2 separate regions of the Sus scrofa genome follow, and region 1 is linked to region 2. Evidence: chromatin contacts called from public promoter capture Hi-C data. All regions are on one chromosome and are shown on one strand. The core of a region is the stretch at or near the end of the contact, and the rest is flanking DNA. Distances in the headings are between cores, read along the strand shown. Region 1 holds the start of PKHD1L1 (fibrocystin-L). Region 2 holds the start of EBAG9 (receptor-binding cancer antigen expressed on SiSo cells).

The links. Promoter capture Hi-C pulls out the DNA fragments that hold promoters and counts their contacts.
Region 1: a promoter capture Hi-C map of fetal liver shows a contact between it and region 2, with 2.1 times the contacts expected there. The contact joins the promoter of PKHD1L1 here to the promoter of EBAG9 in region 2. A contact is called at or near these places in 1 of 5 promoter capture datasets (fetal liver), 1 of 47 Hi-C or Micro-C datasets (embryonic fibroblasts) and 2 of 2 datasets of contacts at active chromatin or transcription factors (alveolar macrophages and skeletal muscle).

What each region holds. Positions count from the first base shown.
Region 1 is chr4:28,174,996-28,177,927 of Sscrofa11.1, reverse strand. It overlaps PKHD1L1 (fibrocystin-L), which reads left to right and starts at 1,597. Exons shown (of 82, transcript XM_021089012.1): 1 at 1,597-1,764. The coding sequence starts at 1,692.
Region 2 is chr4:28,012,624-28,015,323 of Sscrofa11.1, reverse strand. It overlaps EBAG9 (receptor-binding cancer antigen expressed on SiSo cells), which reads left to right and starts at 1,354. Exons shown (of 7, transcript XM_013988048.2): 1 at 1,354-1,598.

The DNA of each region.
Region 1 (2,932 bases), core at 348-2,847, 160 kb before region 2:
CACAACTTCAGGAGTTCCCATCGTGGCTCAGTGGAAACAAGTCTAACTAGTATCCATGAGGACCCAGGTTCGATCCCTGGCCTCGCTCATTGGGTTAAGGATCCAGTGTTGCTGTGGCTGGGACTTAGGTTCACATCTGGGGTTTCTGTGGCTGTGGCGCAGGCCAGCGGCTACAGCTCTGATTGGACTCCTAGCCTGGGAACCTCCATATGCTGCGAGTGCGGCCCTAAAAAGACAAAAAAAAACCCAGAAAAAAATCACAACTTCAGTATATTATATGGGACAAGATTTTTCACTTACTTCCGACTTCATAATACTTTTGAATGACATTTTCTACTTTTTTAATACTAAAAGCATTTTAAATATTCTTTTTAGTATCATTTAGCTTATGCCTCATACTCCATTTAAATTCATAAATTTAAAAGCATCTGAAAAAGTCAGCATTTTGAATAAAATTTCATTTAAATTATTTTTAGTGATGTCATCTGAAATTTAATTAAGTTTAATTTGAAAGCACCAGAAAGAAATCAAAACAACTACAAATAGAAATTCCCACATATAAATTTTATTTTTATTGTTGATATTGAAATATATACTTTTACTCATTTCATAGCTAATAATCTAAAGTGAATATTTCCGTAATGCTGCTAAATTATTATGACATGACTATGATTAACCAAATCTCACACAAAAAAATTTTAACTCCAATGAGATAGATATAAACTCCTGAAAAACAAGGAACTAATTTCATTTATTTTACTCATTTTAGTTCTCTTTTCTATTTCTCATCCCCCCACCAATTAGAGTTGTCAGATTTAGTAAAATAAATAAATAAATAAATAAAATACAGAATGCCAAGAGAAATACGAATTTCAGATAAATAATGAATAATTATTAGTGTAAGCATATCCTAAGCGTTGCACACCCTCACTAGAAATTCGCCCACCAATCTGGGCAGTGGAGGGGATCAGAGTCCCCTCCCCGTAGTCCCCCTGCGCTTAGGTGTATGGCCTTAGGCAAGTTACTTAACCTTCACCTTAGTGTAGGGCTTGTAACAATGGGGATAATAAGAAGAGAAACAGTCCTTTAAGTTTGGGAAGGTGCCCAGAGATCAATAAACCTCAGTATGATTGTCAATTAAAGGGACGGCATGAACTTACATGAATCTGAACGGGGTAATGTGCAGGGTTTGTGTATTAGGTGGACCTTGAGGCCCACCTGGGGATGACTAATAACCAAGGCAGACAGGCAGATGAAAGTACACAGGTCCAGCAACGGGGAAAAAAGAAAGAGGAAGGAAAGAAAGGAAGAAGGAAGGAGGGGGCAGAGATGAGGGGGGAGGGAAAAAAAGGCAGAATTGACAGAAATGTTGCCCATGGATGTTTTACAAAAAAAAGAGGGGGTGCTGTTACACCTTTGAAGACAGGTTTGGGGCATTAGCACCAAAGTTTCAGTGTGGAGGTTTAATACAGAGTGGCTGCGGCCCGCGGGCCTCCAGAATGGAGGGGTGTGCGTCTGCGCGCAAGCCCGGGGGCGCAGCGGCTGGCGGGGGCGGGGCGGGTCCTGGGGCGGCAGAGTCTGCGCGCGCGTGGACCAACAAGGCGAGGCGGACGCGCAAGCTAGCGGAGACCGGGCGCTGGCAGCGGACACGAGCGAGCGTCGGGCGTGGACTCTGTTGAACTGGCGCCGCGATGGAACACCTGTGGCTTTGGGGAACTTGGGGCCTTTGGGGGCTGCTGCTGTGCGTCGCGTACCCCCGCACAGGTAACCCAGGTGGGGCGCCAGGGAGGCAAGCAGAAGTCCGTGTAGAAACAACCCCTGCTGCTGGGGTCCCGGTAGAGGCGGCACCGCCTGGCTCCAGCCCTGGAACAGGGCTGCGGATGCGCTGCATGGAGATCCTGGGAACCTGGGGATCAGGGGGCAGGCTAACACTGAGACAGACAGACCCATGCACACAGTCATAGAAAAACAGAGAGATAACTGCTCTTGCCACCAGGGTTGCTGCTTGAATTATGGAACCTCACCCCCTCCATCCCAAGTGACTCAGTTGAAAAAGAACCACATTTGGCTGCGGGTGGGATACACAACCGAAGTCCTTTTCTCACTCTTCTTGGGTCCCTTCTCCACTCAGGGAGGACAACGTCTCCAACTAGGACAGGAATGGAGCTTTGTGGCAGGTGTCAGTCATTTCCAGGGGCAGCTGTCCTGTGCCTTCAAAGTAATACCCAGGAGAGGGCTGGGGAGACACTGATAAGATAAGAAATTGGAGTTGTCCATGGAGATAACAGGGAGGATAAACCTGAGATAGGTGAGGAGCAGTGTCTATGAGATAGGATCCAGCTCCCTCGCTGGAGTTTCCTACTCTTGGCTGTGGGCTGCTCATAGTTACAAATGTGCGCCAAGCAGGAACAGCCTTGGAGCTCTTGGCAAGGACAGACCTGAAGCAGCGTCATTGGGTGTGTGTGTGGGGTTGGGGGTGGGTGAGGGCAGGTAGCCTTCTTTATGATGGAGAGCTTTGCCATTGTAGGTGAAATCCACCCTAAGCTTTTCTCAGGCAAGAATGAACTAAGTCATGATTTCTTTATCTCATACATCCATTGCAGTTTCTGTGGCTTTTCTTTGTGCCCCCACTTAAATTCTTCCACCTATTCTGAGAATTTGCTGCTGGGTTTAATAATTACCACATTTGCATAGTTGAAGCAGAAAAGTCCTTCTTTGTTTTAGCCACTGTATATCTTTGTTTTAAAGCATTAATTTCAGTTTTTCAGAGAAGCTGCTCACTCAGCAGAGGCTTCCCTTTAGCTTTCCCACAGTGGGTTAGGTCTAGCTGATTCTTGTTTGCTCTCCAGATGCAGCAAGGACACCATTCTTTCAAAAACCAGTATGACCTAAGCAGTATGGGTGAAGTGTCCTTTCTTTGTAACCTATGGCC
Region 2 (2,700 bases), core at 105-2,604:
TGAATTAATTGAATTTAGGTATTTGAAGAGATTAAAGATTAGAACAGATCTGCTGAAGGTCAAGTGACCCTTTAAGGGACTGCAGAGGGTTAAGTGGACTTAGGGAGGTGTAGTCACTGGGAATGATCTAGTAGTAACATAGCACTACTAGCAGGTGGTAACAGGTTTTTGTTTTTTTTTTTTTTGGTAATAGTTCTTATCTGTGAATGTCTGGTCTGTGTCAGACTCTGCCCTAAAAGCTTTGTAAACATTACCCATGAAGTAGACCGACCCTATTGTGGCCATTTTACCAAGGAGGAAACTGAGGTTTAGAGATGGAATAATTTATCCAAGTTTACACAGAATCATTCCAGAGCAACAGTGAGAAACATTCTTTCTTCCCTTCTTGGGGATGAACAAGTTAAGTTATTAACAGAAAGGTGGTACAGATTGGGGTGGGGTGGAGTGGGGTGGGAGTGGGAGTGGGAATAGAGGTACTAGAAAGTTAAGTGGGTAGGTAAGGGCTGATCAGGGTGACAGAACAAAGGTAACTGTAACTAAAAAACAGGTAGAAAAAGTCTGGTTAAGGAACAATTTGCATGAACAGCTTTCAGCCTTTGATCATATAAACTTTCAACCTCTCTCACCAGTCACAATGCATCAATAGAGCAGATAAATTTTATGAGGGCCCTTTGCCCACAATAGCAAAAGATGTCTGCCTTTTAATAGCACAATGTTTAAGAAGAAACAAAAAAGAATCAGATTTCAAAAAGAGAACCACAGAACTTCTTAGTTTGGAACCCAGTAACAAACGCAGAGACACGGTGAAGTGCCACTTTTTAACTTTCAGTTAGAGGAAATCCAATTTCCTTGGATTACTTGGAGGAGTAAAAAAATTGCTTGAAGGAACATAAATCCTGAACTGAACTCTTCCACCCTAAAGTGGTGGAATGATTGAGATCTGGCCTACTCAGACTCATCATCCTAAGACAGCGGGGGTGCCCTAACTTTTCACAGTCTAAACACTGATTTCTCTTGGTCCCATATGGCAGGGGGATTCTGTGGGTTTAACGAAAATGGGAATGGTTGGAGCAAAAGCACTCTGTATAGAAAGTAGGACACCACCACATGAGCCCAGGAACTCCGCAACAGAACAGCCTGTCCAGCCAGCACCGGTCACAAAAAAACTACTCTAGACTGAGCCGGGGCTGCTGCCACGCCAGCCGCAGCCACTTGCCCGCTCCCGCAGCGCTTATTGGCTCTCAGCTCCAACGCCGGACCCACAGCCTCTCGCCTATTGGGCAAGGCAGGATTTGGGGCGGGGTGCGGAAGTGAAGGTTTGGGACTACGGAGAGCTGCCTTAGAGGGCAAAGAAGGAGGGGCAGGGGTGGGACAGGGGGAGGGTTTCCCAAGGAGGGGGCGGCTATGGCAGTTGCAAGGCGGCAACGGCGCCAGAGACGGAGCGCGCGCCCGGCTTTGAATGAGCGGGACTGGGACTGAACGGCAGGAGCGCGAGCTCGAGGAAGAGATCGGCAGCGCGCGTGCGCGCGCCTTGTGTGCGCGCGCGGCCCGCGGCAGCTCGGAGCCTCCGCCGGGCGGGCGGGGAGGGGGAGGGGCAGGTGAGTGTGTGCGGCTCGCGCGCTCCCGCGAGGGGCTTCCCTCCCCCACCCTCACCCCGATTCTGACCCGGGCCCTGGGGGAGGGGGAGTGTCCTTTGCCCTTCCTGGGTTAGCCCTCCTTTCTGCCCTGCACTTCGCGTCCTTCCTCCTCCCTTTCGCCCCTCCGCCCAGTTTCCCCCCACCCTAGCCGGCTGCAACTCTGGGGTACTGTTTCCGGGTCAGGTTGACCTCTGGGGTGAGGGAATCGCGACCCGAAGCGGCCGCTGGCGCGCAGCCCTCACCATGCCACGCTCACGCGTGGGGGACTGGCCTGCGGTGCGCCGGCCCAGAAACCCCGGAGCCCCTAAATCTGCCCTCCACAGGGAAATTTTCCCGTTCTTCCTGCCCTTCCTCTACAGGCCTTGCTCCTTCCCTGGCAGATTTTTTCAAAACCCTACTCCCAGCCTTCTGGGCACCCACTAGGAGCAATTAAGAGCGTTTCACAAAAGGCGGTGCGCATGGCGTCGGATTGTGTAACCTGAAATCGCTCCTGTCACTTTTCTCATCTGTACAGTGGGCATGATTTTTTTTTTTTTTTCATCAGACAATTTCAGGTGGGTAATCTGAAGTTAAAGCATTTTGGTTCTAAAACTCCTTACGTTTGAATCTTTCAGGAGACTTTTCTCTGCCTTTGTAAGAGCCTCAGTGGTGTCACGTATTGAGGGCCTGACTGAGTTGTCAGAGATGATCCGGTGTTCCGACTTTACAACCCTCTCTCACATTCTACTTCTAGTTCCCCTTCACTTGCCGCTGCCGAAGTCAGCTTTTTCAAATTTAAGTGAGTTTGGGTAGATTTTATTTTTGGAGGCTTGTAATACACCTTCGCTTACCTCAGAGAGTTACAAGCTTAATTTGAGGATAATCTGTATTGGATCAGATAGTATGGTGTTTCAACATTTTCAAAATCAAAAATACGTTTTAAAGATACAGCAGTGAATGACCTATTTGGTATGTAACAACATAGACCTTGGTTTGGTTTATTTAAGGAATTGTGATGTAGGAACTGTACTCAAAAGATGCACAGTTTACATGGAATGATACAGAAGAAAGATAAATTTAATCT